Regions from separate parts of the Mus musculus genome. Here region 2 is linked to region 1. Evidence: chromatin contacts called from public Hi-C data. All regions are on one chromosome and are shown on one strand. The core of a region is the stretch at or near the end of the contact, and the rest is flanking DNA. Distances in the headings are between cores, read along the strand shown. Region 1 overlaps Sesn1 (sestrin 1). Region 2 has its middle 49 kb from the start of Gm40630.

Evidence for each region. A called contact is a pair of places that touch in the nucleus more often than the background predicts.
Region 2: a Hi-C map of the HPC-7 cell line shows a contact between it and region 1, with 2.9 times the contacts expected there. The contact joins two enhancer-like sites. A contact is called at or near these places in 2 of 15 datasets of contacts at CTCF or cohesin (large pre-B cells and pro-B cells), 4 of 484 Hi-C or Micro-C datasets (CD4 T cells, the HPC-7 cell line and embryonic stem cells) and 1 of 115 datasets of contacts at active chromatin or transcription factors (embryonic stem cells).

The regions. Positions count from the first base shown.
Region 1 is chr10:41,829,268-41,834,080 of GRCm38.p6, reverse strand. All of the region lies in intron 1 of Sesn1 (sestrin 1), which reads right to left. Among named protein-coding and RNA genes, the nearest start is that of Sesn1, 21 kb to the right of the region's middle. Within about 2 kb of position 1,655, at least 37 of the 459 cell types and tissues checked have an H3K27ac peak or open chromatin away from gene starts, as enhancers often do. A contact at or near this core is called in the HPC-7 cell line, where this site is marked.
Region 2 is chr10:42,128,489-42,133,588 of GRCm38.p6, reverse strand. No RefSeq gene overlaps it. Among named protein-coding and RNA genes, the nearest start is that of Gm40630, 49 kb to the right of the region's middle. Within about 2 kb of position 2,153, at least 33 of the 459 cell types and tissues checked have an H3K27ac peak or open chromatin away from gene starts, as enhancers often do. A contact at or near this core is called in the HPC-7 cell line, where this site is marked.

The DNA of each region.
Region 1 (4,813 bases), core at 406-2,905:
CTGTGTTGGAGGACATAGGGTAGATGCAAGGAGTATACAGAGCTCTGATATAAAGGGAGGGAGGGTGCCACATTTTATGGGGTAGGACTTGGGGTTGGAACACAGCATAGACAGACCATATACTGGCTAGAACTACCATATTACAGGGGCCAGTGAAAGGTATATAGCCATGGTCTTGTTCCTGTTCTTAGCTGGAATCTTCTTTTGTCAAAGACAACCAAAGCTTATGACTCAGGAATTATTACCCCAAACCACAAACCTGAAAATTTAACTACTGACCTAAAATACTGTATTAGCTCTCCATTACTGGTACGTGTGTGTTTTTCCCATTAACATTTTCTTTTTAACACAGGGCTATGATATGCAGCCCAGGCTGGCCTTAAACTTCCGAGTTCTGTGATTGTAGGCACAAGCCACTACACCTAGGAATTCCAGAATTTTTAAATGTTCATCATGGTACTCCTCAAACTGTAAACATGAATTAAAGTTAAAAATTGGTTTAGAAATTTTAAGAAATGTTAGTAGAAGTGCTGAGAGTCAGCATTTCCAGTGCCCTCCTAGTCAATACAAAGACTGCTTGTATCTGAAGAAAAGAGGCTTATAAAAGAACCTTCCTTAAAAGATGAGGTCAGCCACCTGCTTAAGAAGGGGCCTTCTCTCCTGGCTTGCTCACCCCATTTAAAGACAGGCAGCTCCAGCTGGTCCTGGCAGATAGGTAGGAAGCTAGGTACAAACTGTCAAGTAGTAATAATAATAGCTAACATGTATCCATTCATTCACACACCTGCTTATATGCACTAGTGTCAGACAAGAGACTAAGCAATGAACAGACAGGTCTTAATCTTCATGGAGCATACACTATTAATCCCAAGTAATTAAAAAACATAACAATCTCAAGCAGCATGGAATTAGGAAGGGAAGAACACAACTGCAGTCCTGGCCAAGATAGAGAGAGACTGAGGTTCAGAGAACTGAGTACCAGTCTTGGCTTTATAGTTCATGCCTGCTTGCTTCTTCTCCTCTTTAAAAACTGTTACAAAGTAAAAGGAGGCACAGGGCTAATGCCTTACAAAGATCAATATGCTATTATCTTTATGTTACTGACTGTAAAACAGAAGCTTGGGGTTGGGAGAAGAGAATAGGTTGGCAGAGAGGCACAAAATTATAGAATTCCCAAAAATAATGTTTGAGAAAAAATATATATTTAAGTTGATTTAAAGACAATATAATGCATATATGAAACACAATGTAATGTTTATATATGTGGATGCATATATAATGTTTCTGTGTGTTAAAAAAAATAAAGTTGGATTGCCAGGTGGTGGTAGTATACACCTTTAATCCCAGCACTTGGGAGGCAGGGACAAGTAGATCTCTGTGAGTTCAAGGCCAGCTTGGTCTACAGAATAAGTTCCATAACAGCCAGGGCTACACAGAGAAAACCACCAGTCTTGAAAAAACAAACAAACACAAGCCCAGAAAGCAAATACAACCAATCTAAACAAAACAAAACATTAAAACCTTTTTAACTTAAAAAATAATTCCCCAAACAAGACAAACATCAACAAACTAAAACTTAGAGCACTAACTAGCTTGCCCCGTAGAGCGTTAGCAAGAGCCAGTGTGTGTGCACAGCAGTCTGGCAGGGGCAGCTCTGGACCGTGGCGTATTTGTCTGTCTCACATTACCAAGGCTGCAGCTGTGCTGTGCTCAGCTCTGTCCCACATTCTGGAATCAAATCTGAAACTTTCTGCCTGTGACCTGCATGCCTGGGAGACCTGCTGCTTAGCTAAGAAAAGTTCAGCCCCATGCAATGAGCATCCTCGTCAAGAGCAGCAAGCTGGTGCTTTCTCACGAAAGTGTACTTTTGCTGGCTTAAGGCTCTCACATTTCAATTGTAAAAAGTCTTCTCTAACAGTTTCAGGAAGTAAGTGTCCTGTGCATGTGGCAGCTCAGGTGGTCTGCTGCTGTTCTGAGGCAAGGTCTCAGGTAGCCCAAGCTGGCCTTGAATTCACCTAATGGCCCAGGATGCTCTTCAACTTCTGACCTTCCTTCCTGTACCCACCCCCAAGTGTTAGGATGTTGGGCATGTACCACCACACCCAACTTCTCAATTTTTTTATGGAGGGTACTCTTTGAAAAATTGATACACTTGGGTTTTCCCCCAAAAGTACATGCAAGAATACACTGTTTTCTCTGTAACTGATGGGTCACACAACATCCTAAAAAGCCAAAATCTTCAATTTGAACCATTAAGCTGTAGCCTCTCCCAGAACAAGTCTTGGCTTTGCTTCCTGGAAAACAAGAACAAGTCTCCTTTGGTAATCAGTTTGGGGCAGTTAAGACTGCCCACTACTCTCTGCAGAGAATGTGAGGTCCATTCTCAGATCCCATGTCAGCACACTCACAACCACTATACGCATGTGCACACAGACAGACAGACAGACAGATGTGCATGTGCACACACATATATATACATAGAGCGAGAGACAGGGATGGGGGAGAGAATGTTTGCTTTACTGGTTTCATGTTCTCATCTTCCCAGAAACTACTCTCCAAGGAGCACATATGCGTTGAGCCCAACTGTGTACCTGCCCAGCTGGATGGTCTAGTCAGATCATCTACCTCTCCAGCTCACGCTCCTTGTGTTGAGTGACTGGATAAAAGCAGCGAGTGCATGCCACAGGCCCAAGAACAGCATCTGGGGGGGGGGGCGAGTTAACTAGACTATGGGCTCTGAGGTCAGCAGTCTTCTCCACCTCTCTTCCACACAGATACCTGTGCAGGTACCTGGAACAGTCTGAGACAGTAAGTGAAAGAGGAGATCAATACTATCACCAGTTAAGCTTGGATATTTAAACTTGGAATTATCTCCTTTCTCCTTTCAGACTCCCTCTAAAAGAAGACAACTGAAAACACAAATGTTCTTAAGTTGTACACACATCTTCTCTTGAGGCCTACAGCATCAAAATTGATGACAAACTAGACTTGAGTTGAGTCAGAGTGCCACCTAGTGCTCACAGCAGCTAACTGCTGAGAACTCAGGAAATGTCCTTGGTGAACAAGGAGGCAGGCGGGCACAAAAATGTAAAGTGAGTGGAAAACTGTCATTAATGGCCAGAGTCTTCAAAAGAAAGGTAACTATAAGGAAAATCAGACATCTGCAGCTTTAGACGCTAGTACATGCGCGCATACATATGTACCATACTAGAGAAAACTTACTTCCGAGTACCCTAAAGTTCTACTTCCTGCAGAATCATTCTGTGAATAGAATCTGGTGCACAGCATTCCCCTTGTATCCTTGGCTTCTCTTTCTATGGCTTTATAATCGCTAGTCATGGTCAGCCATATCCAGAATCAACAATGCGTAAATTTTAAATCACGTGCTATTCTGAGAAGTGATCTCATACCATGCTGCCAGGCCTGTGATTTACTCTTTTCCAGAGTGTGCATGCCACATGCCACATACACTACCCACTCAGTATCTTTTTAGTGGCCACCTCAGTTTTCATAACAGCTGCTGGCTCCAATGTAAGGCTCGCAGTGAAGTAGTGCATACCCAGGAGCCCATAATGTCAAAACACCCAACTTGTTCAGCTCAGGCACCTTATCACTAGTATTGTTAGCATCTTCTGAATACTCACTGGTAGTACCATCTGAAATCTCAAAAAGGGAGAGTTCTAGAAGACATTAGAAGAGAGGAAAAACACATCCATATAGCTTTAATTACAACAAGTAGTTGTTCTGTTATTGTTGTAAACTTAGGTTTACATTGTAGGTACATGCTGAGGCAGGAAGATCAAAAGTTCAAGGTCAGCCTGGGCAACTTTGCAAGACTTTGCTTCAGATTCAAATTTAAAAATTGGGAGGTGGGAATGGTGGTACTTGTAATCCCAGCATGTGGGAAGTGAAAGCAGGAGTATAAGGAGTTCAAGGTCATCGTCAGCTATGTAGTGAGCTTAAGGCAAGCCCGGGCTACATGAGGCCTTGTCACAAACAAACAAATGGAGTGCAGCTTGGTGGAACAGTCCTTGCTCAGAATTCCTTAAGTGGCTGCCTAGTACTGTACAAAGCTAGGTTTGATGGTTCATAGTTATAATTCCAGCACTTGGGAGGCTGATGCAGGAGGACTGTTGTAAGTTCAAGTTTAAGGTCAGCCTGGGCTACATAGTAACTTCTAGACCAGCCCATGTTTGTCTCAAAAATACCAATTAAAATTTATAAACAGCAAATAAATTTGAAAATGGTTTAATTTTTGAACCATTGGGATGACTATACTAAAAATGACATGAGAAAATGTTTCTTATTAAAATTAGTATTCTCTATAATTGAAGGAAGGCCCTTACTTCAACATATTATATGTAGTGGGATAAAATTTTTCAAATTTCTATCAATTATATAATAATTTCTGGTGGTTCTGAAACAACTAAAGATGATAAAGATTAGGGCTTATAGCATAAAGAAATTATTTTACCTCCACCTTTCAGACATGACTAAGTTGATAGTAATACACAGCAGTGTTTTAGTTAGGGTTTCATCGTTGGGAAGAGACACCATTACCAAGGTAACTCTCATAAAGAAATATTGAATTGGGACTGGCTTACAGTTTTAGCGGTTCAGTGCATTACCATCATGGTGGGGGCAGGGCAGTGTGCAGACAGGCATGGTTCTGGAGGAGGAGCCGAGAAGGCTACATCTTGATCCGACGGCAGCCAGGAGAGGACTCTGGCTCACTCTGATCAGACTTAAGCATGTATGTGGGACCTCAAAGCCCCACCTCCACAGTAACACATTTCCTCTACCAAGGCCCTCT
Region 2 (5,100 bases), core at 904-3,403, 300 kb before region 1:
GAAACCCTGTCTCGAAAAACCACAAAAACAAAACAAAACAAAAACCCAAACAAACAAACAAAAAGTGATTTTTGCATTGACACAAATTAGAAGTTAGCCTAGGATACATAGTGAGATCCTGAATTTAAAAAGGGGGAGTGGAAGAAAAAAATTATTGCTTTAATTATGTTGTCCCCTTTAAAGTCCAGATAAATATACATCTCTGTAAGGGGAGGTCTTGATGCTAACGTCCCGTTCCCTAATTGGTTCTTGATTTGTCAGTAAAGAAAGTTTCCGGCCAATTACTGGGCAGAAGGTACAGGGGGGACTTCTGGGGCTTCCTGGTATTGACAGATGGCCAAGGATGTTTGGCAGGTGGTAGGTGGGACTAGCTACAAGTTTAGGGTAAGTGGAGAGACGGAGATAATAAATTGGTAAAGGCACACTTTTCCAGGTGGGAGATAGTAACGCCCAGCAATTGTGCCAAAAAGGCGAATTGTAAAGGAATCAACTGTACGTGTGCAAGGGCTTCCGGTGGGAGCTGGTCACCTCCCGGCGCTAACGGTGGGTAAAGCAAAAGGGAAGCCGGGAGAGGCTGGTAGCGAGCCTGATCCCAGGCAGAGGCGGCAGCTTTTAAAACTACCCCCACCACATCGCAGATTGGAATCCCAAAGATGGGAACTATAGCACCCATCATTGAGTGAGTAGTTAGGAGTGGGTAACACACCTCTTCCCTCAGCTCCTAAGTACCACGAGTTTTCTTTCAAAAGTAAAACTGAGCGGTAAAAACAAGATGAAAAAGGAAAGAAAGGAGAGAGCAAGGGAGGAGGGGAAAAAAAAAACGAAGACAGAAAGGGCGGTTGTTGATTCCCGTGTGGCAGTGAGGGTACTGTGACCGGGTGAAGCTACACTGGAGCTCTCTGCGATGGCCCCTGTCCAGGGATTTATATCTCATGACCACCGAGGGCCTGAGTAGTCCTGGAACAGAAGGGGGGGTGGGCTTAATGGCCTGTGTGAAGGCTCTGCCCTGCCCTTCTAGCCTTGCATGGGTTTATAACAAACAGTTAGCTTCTGTCCTGGTGAGTTTTGTCTAGTCACACGAGCTAGAGTCAAGGGAAGAGGAAACCTCGTCTGAGAAAAGTGTCCATCAGATTGGACTGTAGGTGACCTTTGGGGTATTTTTTTTTTTTTTTTTTTTTTGATCAGTAATTTCTGTGGGAGGATCAAATCCATTCTATACCATGTCCCCCCTCGGGCAGGCAGTCCTGGATTGTATAAGACAGCAGTTAAGAGCACTGGCTGCAAGCTCAGATACAACAAACAAACAAACAAACAAACAAAAAACCTGGGCAGTGGTGGCGCATGCCTTTAATCCCAGCACTTGGGAGGCAGAGGTAGGCAGACTTCTGAGTTTGAGGCCAGCCTGGTCTACGAGTGAGTTCCAGGACAGCCAGGGCTACACAGAGAAACCCTGTCTCGAAAAAATAAAAAAACCAACCAAACAAACAACTAAAAAGACAACTGGCGGCTCTTCTAGAAGTCCTGAGTTCAATTCCCAGCAACCACATGGTGGCTCACAACCATCTGTAGTAAGATCTGGTGCCCTCTTCTGGCCTGTAGGAATGCACGCAGGCAGAATGCTATATACATAATAAATCTTAAAGAAAAAAAGGAAAAAATTATTTTAAAAGCCATGAGAAGCAAAACAGCTATTCCTTCATGGTCTTAGCATTGGTTCCTGCCTCCAGGCTCCCTGAGCACCTGCTCTTTCTCGCCTCCCTGATAGGCTGGGAATGGTAAAGCGAAATAAGCCCTTTCCCCTCTCTTGCCTCAGTCATGGTGTTTATCACAGCCACAGAGAGCAAGCTAAGCTTCCAAGCATCAGCTTCCTGCTTAGAAACGAAGTACCATAAACAAGTCCGTACTGTGAGGATGGACAGACTCCTTGCCACTCCCTCTGCCTGGCTCTCCCTTCCAGCTTCACCTTCCCTCTCAGCTGCCCCTCCTGTCCAGTTCACAGGCTAGCAGCAAGCCACTGGGTTCCCAAGGCCACATTCCAGGGCTCCCCAGGGAGGATCGATTCCATTTTCTTGGAGCTGGACAGGACCTAGGAGGGCTTCTGTTTCAGCCCTTCTGAGAGAGACAAGGAAATGAAACCAGAGACAGTGGCCAGGCCCTTCTTCCTGCCACAGGGACAAAGTCAGTGGCAGGTTCAAGAGTTACTTCCTGGGATCAGAATTCTCTCCTCTTTTGTCTGTTTTGCTCACTATGTATCCTCAGCTGGCCTGAAACATGTTCTTAGATCAGGCTGGCCTCAAACTCACAGAGATCCACCTGCCTCTGCCTCCAGAGCTGGGATTACAGGTGTTTATCACCATGCCTGGCTCTGGATTCTCTGCCCCACCCTTCCTCTCATATACAGAGGGGGAATGCATTCAGCTGTGTGGAGGTTTCAGGTTCACTTGCCAGAGAGCAAGGCAGCCGGGAGAGCCTGGAACTCAGCATGGGAAGACGGACAGACGCTCAGGCGTCTCACCCGTCGGATGGAGGGCTCAGTGCCGGGGGTGGGGGGTGGGGGCGGGGGTGGGGTGGGGTGAGTACCTTCGACTAGCTCAAGGCCCCCTTGGAGGCTTCCAGGTGAAGGCTGGAGGTTGTTTTCTTTATCTTTTTCATTTTGGGGCTGAGGGAGAGTTTCACTATGTAGCTTATACTGACTTTGAACACAAGTTCCCGGGTGCAAAATTACAGATTTTTGACACCATACCTGGCTTCCAAAGTATTCTTGTTTAAGGACATTCCGAGAGGACTCCTTTCTATAGAGAATTCCCTCCTCCCCCACCCTATCTACTTTGAGCCCATCAGAAATGGTAATTCTAAAAGATCACTGATGAGTAGGGAAGGGTGTGTGTTCAGACCAGGAGAAATGGAGTGATTGAGTCACTGCAGAAACCCTGAAGGGGTGGGAACAGGTAGATGAGAAAGGCTAGGTCTCCATTAGTCATAGGATGTGTCAATCGGGGAGCTTCGTCAGGTAGCTTGAACCTAGAAGTTCCCCATTTCCTGATAGCAGAAACCTAGGCCTTAGGACATAATGAATTCAAAGAAAATATATTTGGCCTGAAATTAAAAGCATTGTGTTAAAAGGAGGAGCATTGCCAGGCATGGTGGCACATGCCTTTCTTTTTTTTTTTTTTTAATTTTCTCATTAATTTTTTTTCCATTTTTTATTAGGTATTTAGCTCATTTACATTTCCAATGCTATACCAAAAGTCCCCCATACCCACCCACCCCCACTCCCCTACCCACCCACTCCCCCTTTTTGGCCCTGGCGTTCCCCTGTACTGGGGCATATAAAGTTTGCGTGTCCAATGGGCCTCTCTTTCCAGTGATGGCCGACTAGGCCATCTTTTGATACATATGCAGCTAGAGTCAAGAGCTCCGGGGTACTGGTTAGTTCATAATGTTGTTCCACCTATAGGGTTGCAGATCCCTTTAGCTCCTTGGCTACTTTCTCTAGCTCCTCCATTGGGAGCCCTGTGATCCATCCATTAGCTGACTGTGAGCATCCACTTCTGTGTTTGCTAGGCCCCGGCATAGTCTCACAAGAGACAGCTACATCTGGGTCCTTTCGATACAATCTTGCTAGTGTATGCAATGGTGTCAGCGTTTGGATGCTGATTATGGGGTGGATCCCTGGATATGGCAGTCTCTACATGGTCCATCCTTTCGTCTCAGCTCCAAACTTTGTCTCTGTAATTCCTTCCATGGGTGTTTTGTTCCCACTTCTAAGGAGGAGCATAGTGTCCACACTTCAGTCTTCATTTTTCTTGAGTTTCATGTGTTTAGCAAATTGTATCTTATATCTTGGGGCACATGCCTTTCATACCAGCACTTGAATGTAAAGGCACATGGATCTCTGAGTTTGAGGTTAGCCTGGTCTACAAAGCAAGTTCTAGGACAGCAGGAGCTGTTATACAGAGAAATCCTGTCTCAGAAAACAAAGCAACAAAACAAACATGTAAACAACAACAACAACAACAAAACCCAGGAGAAACGTTACCACCACGCCAAGAGGACCCGGGTGAGAATAAGACCACAACTTTTGAGACAAACCTGAAGCAAGCTTTACTATCTCCTGGGCAGGATGGCGGACACGGGCTAGACACATGCCCAGGATTCCCAGAGAATGGCTGACAATTATGTTAGTCAGGTGCTCATAAAGGCAAAACTCATAAGGCCTCGTACTTTCTGCCTTCCCGTCGTCAGGGGCAAGCGTACATCCTGATGAACTTCTGCCTACAACCTCCCATCTACTACGTAACCAAGCACAGGGCAAACAGCCTTGTTTATAAAAGTGAAAATGCGTGGCTTGTTATCTTCCATGAACAACAGGCCCCAGCATTCCAGAAAGTTCTCTGTCCTTAGGCACGTGAGACTTACAGGTTAGAGGCATGACAGATCTCTCAAGCACAGTAATTAAAATGCAAACATAACTTCAGCCCTCACGGCGCTACCTTCAGAATGGAGGTTTCATTTATTCTCCAGTGTGAGCTACCCCAACAGAAACACGCAAGCTGCCTTACGACAATCTTAGTGGACAATGGTTTCAGCTACACAAAGATTTGGATGAGTGGTACGGAGAATGGTGGTCCAAAGAGCCATTCTCAGATGGTAATGTGCACAAGAGACCTGGGATTAATCTTCAATCAGTTCGGTTAAGTTAGGAGATTGTGGGCACTTAGAACTCTGAACTGTCTTCAATAACTATAGGATGTATTAAAATCAAGAATATTTCAATTTTGGGTGTGGGTGTGTTGACTTTTAACTTAAATTTATGAAATAAACAAGGCAGAATCTGGCTTATCAAAGACAGTTTGGTACTGTACTAGCTTTGTGCTACTATAACAAACAGCTGAGGCGAACCGTCTTATAAAGCATAAAAGGTTGGTTCATTTTGGCTTCCAGCTTTGGGGGTTCCAGGTCACAATTGATTAGCCCTGATTCTGTGGACCTGTGTTGAGGCAGCTCATGACCAAGGAGATGGAAAGAGAGAAATCCACTATCCCCCTTTAAGGCATAGCCCCAATGACCTGCCCTTCCACCTAACGGTTGTGCAGATCT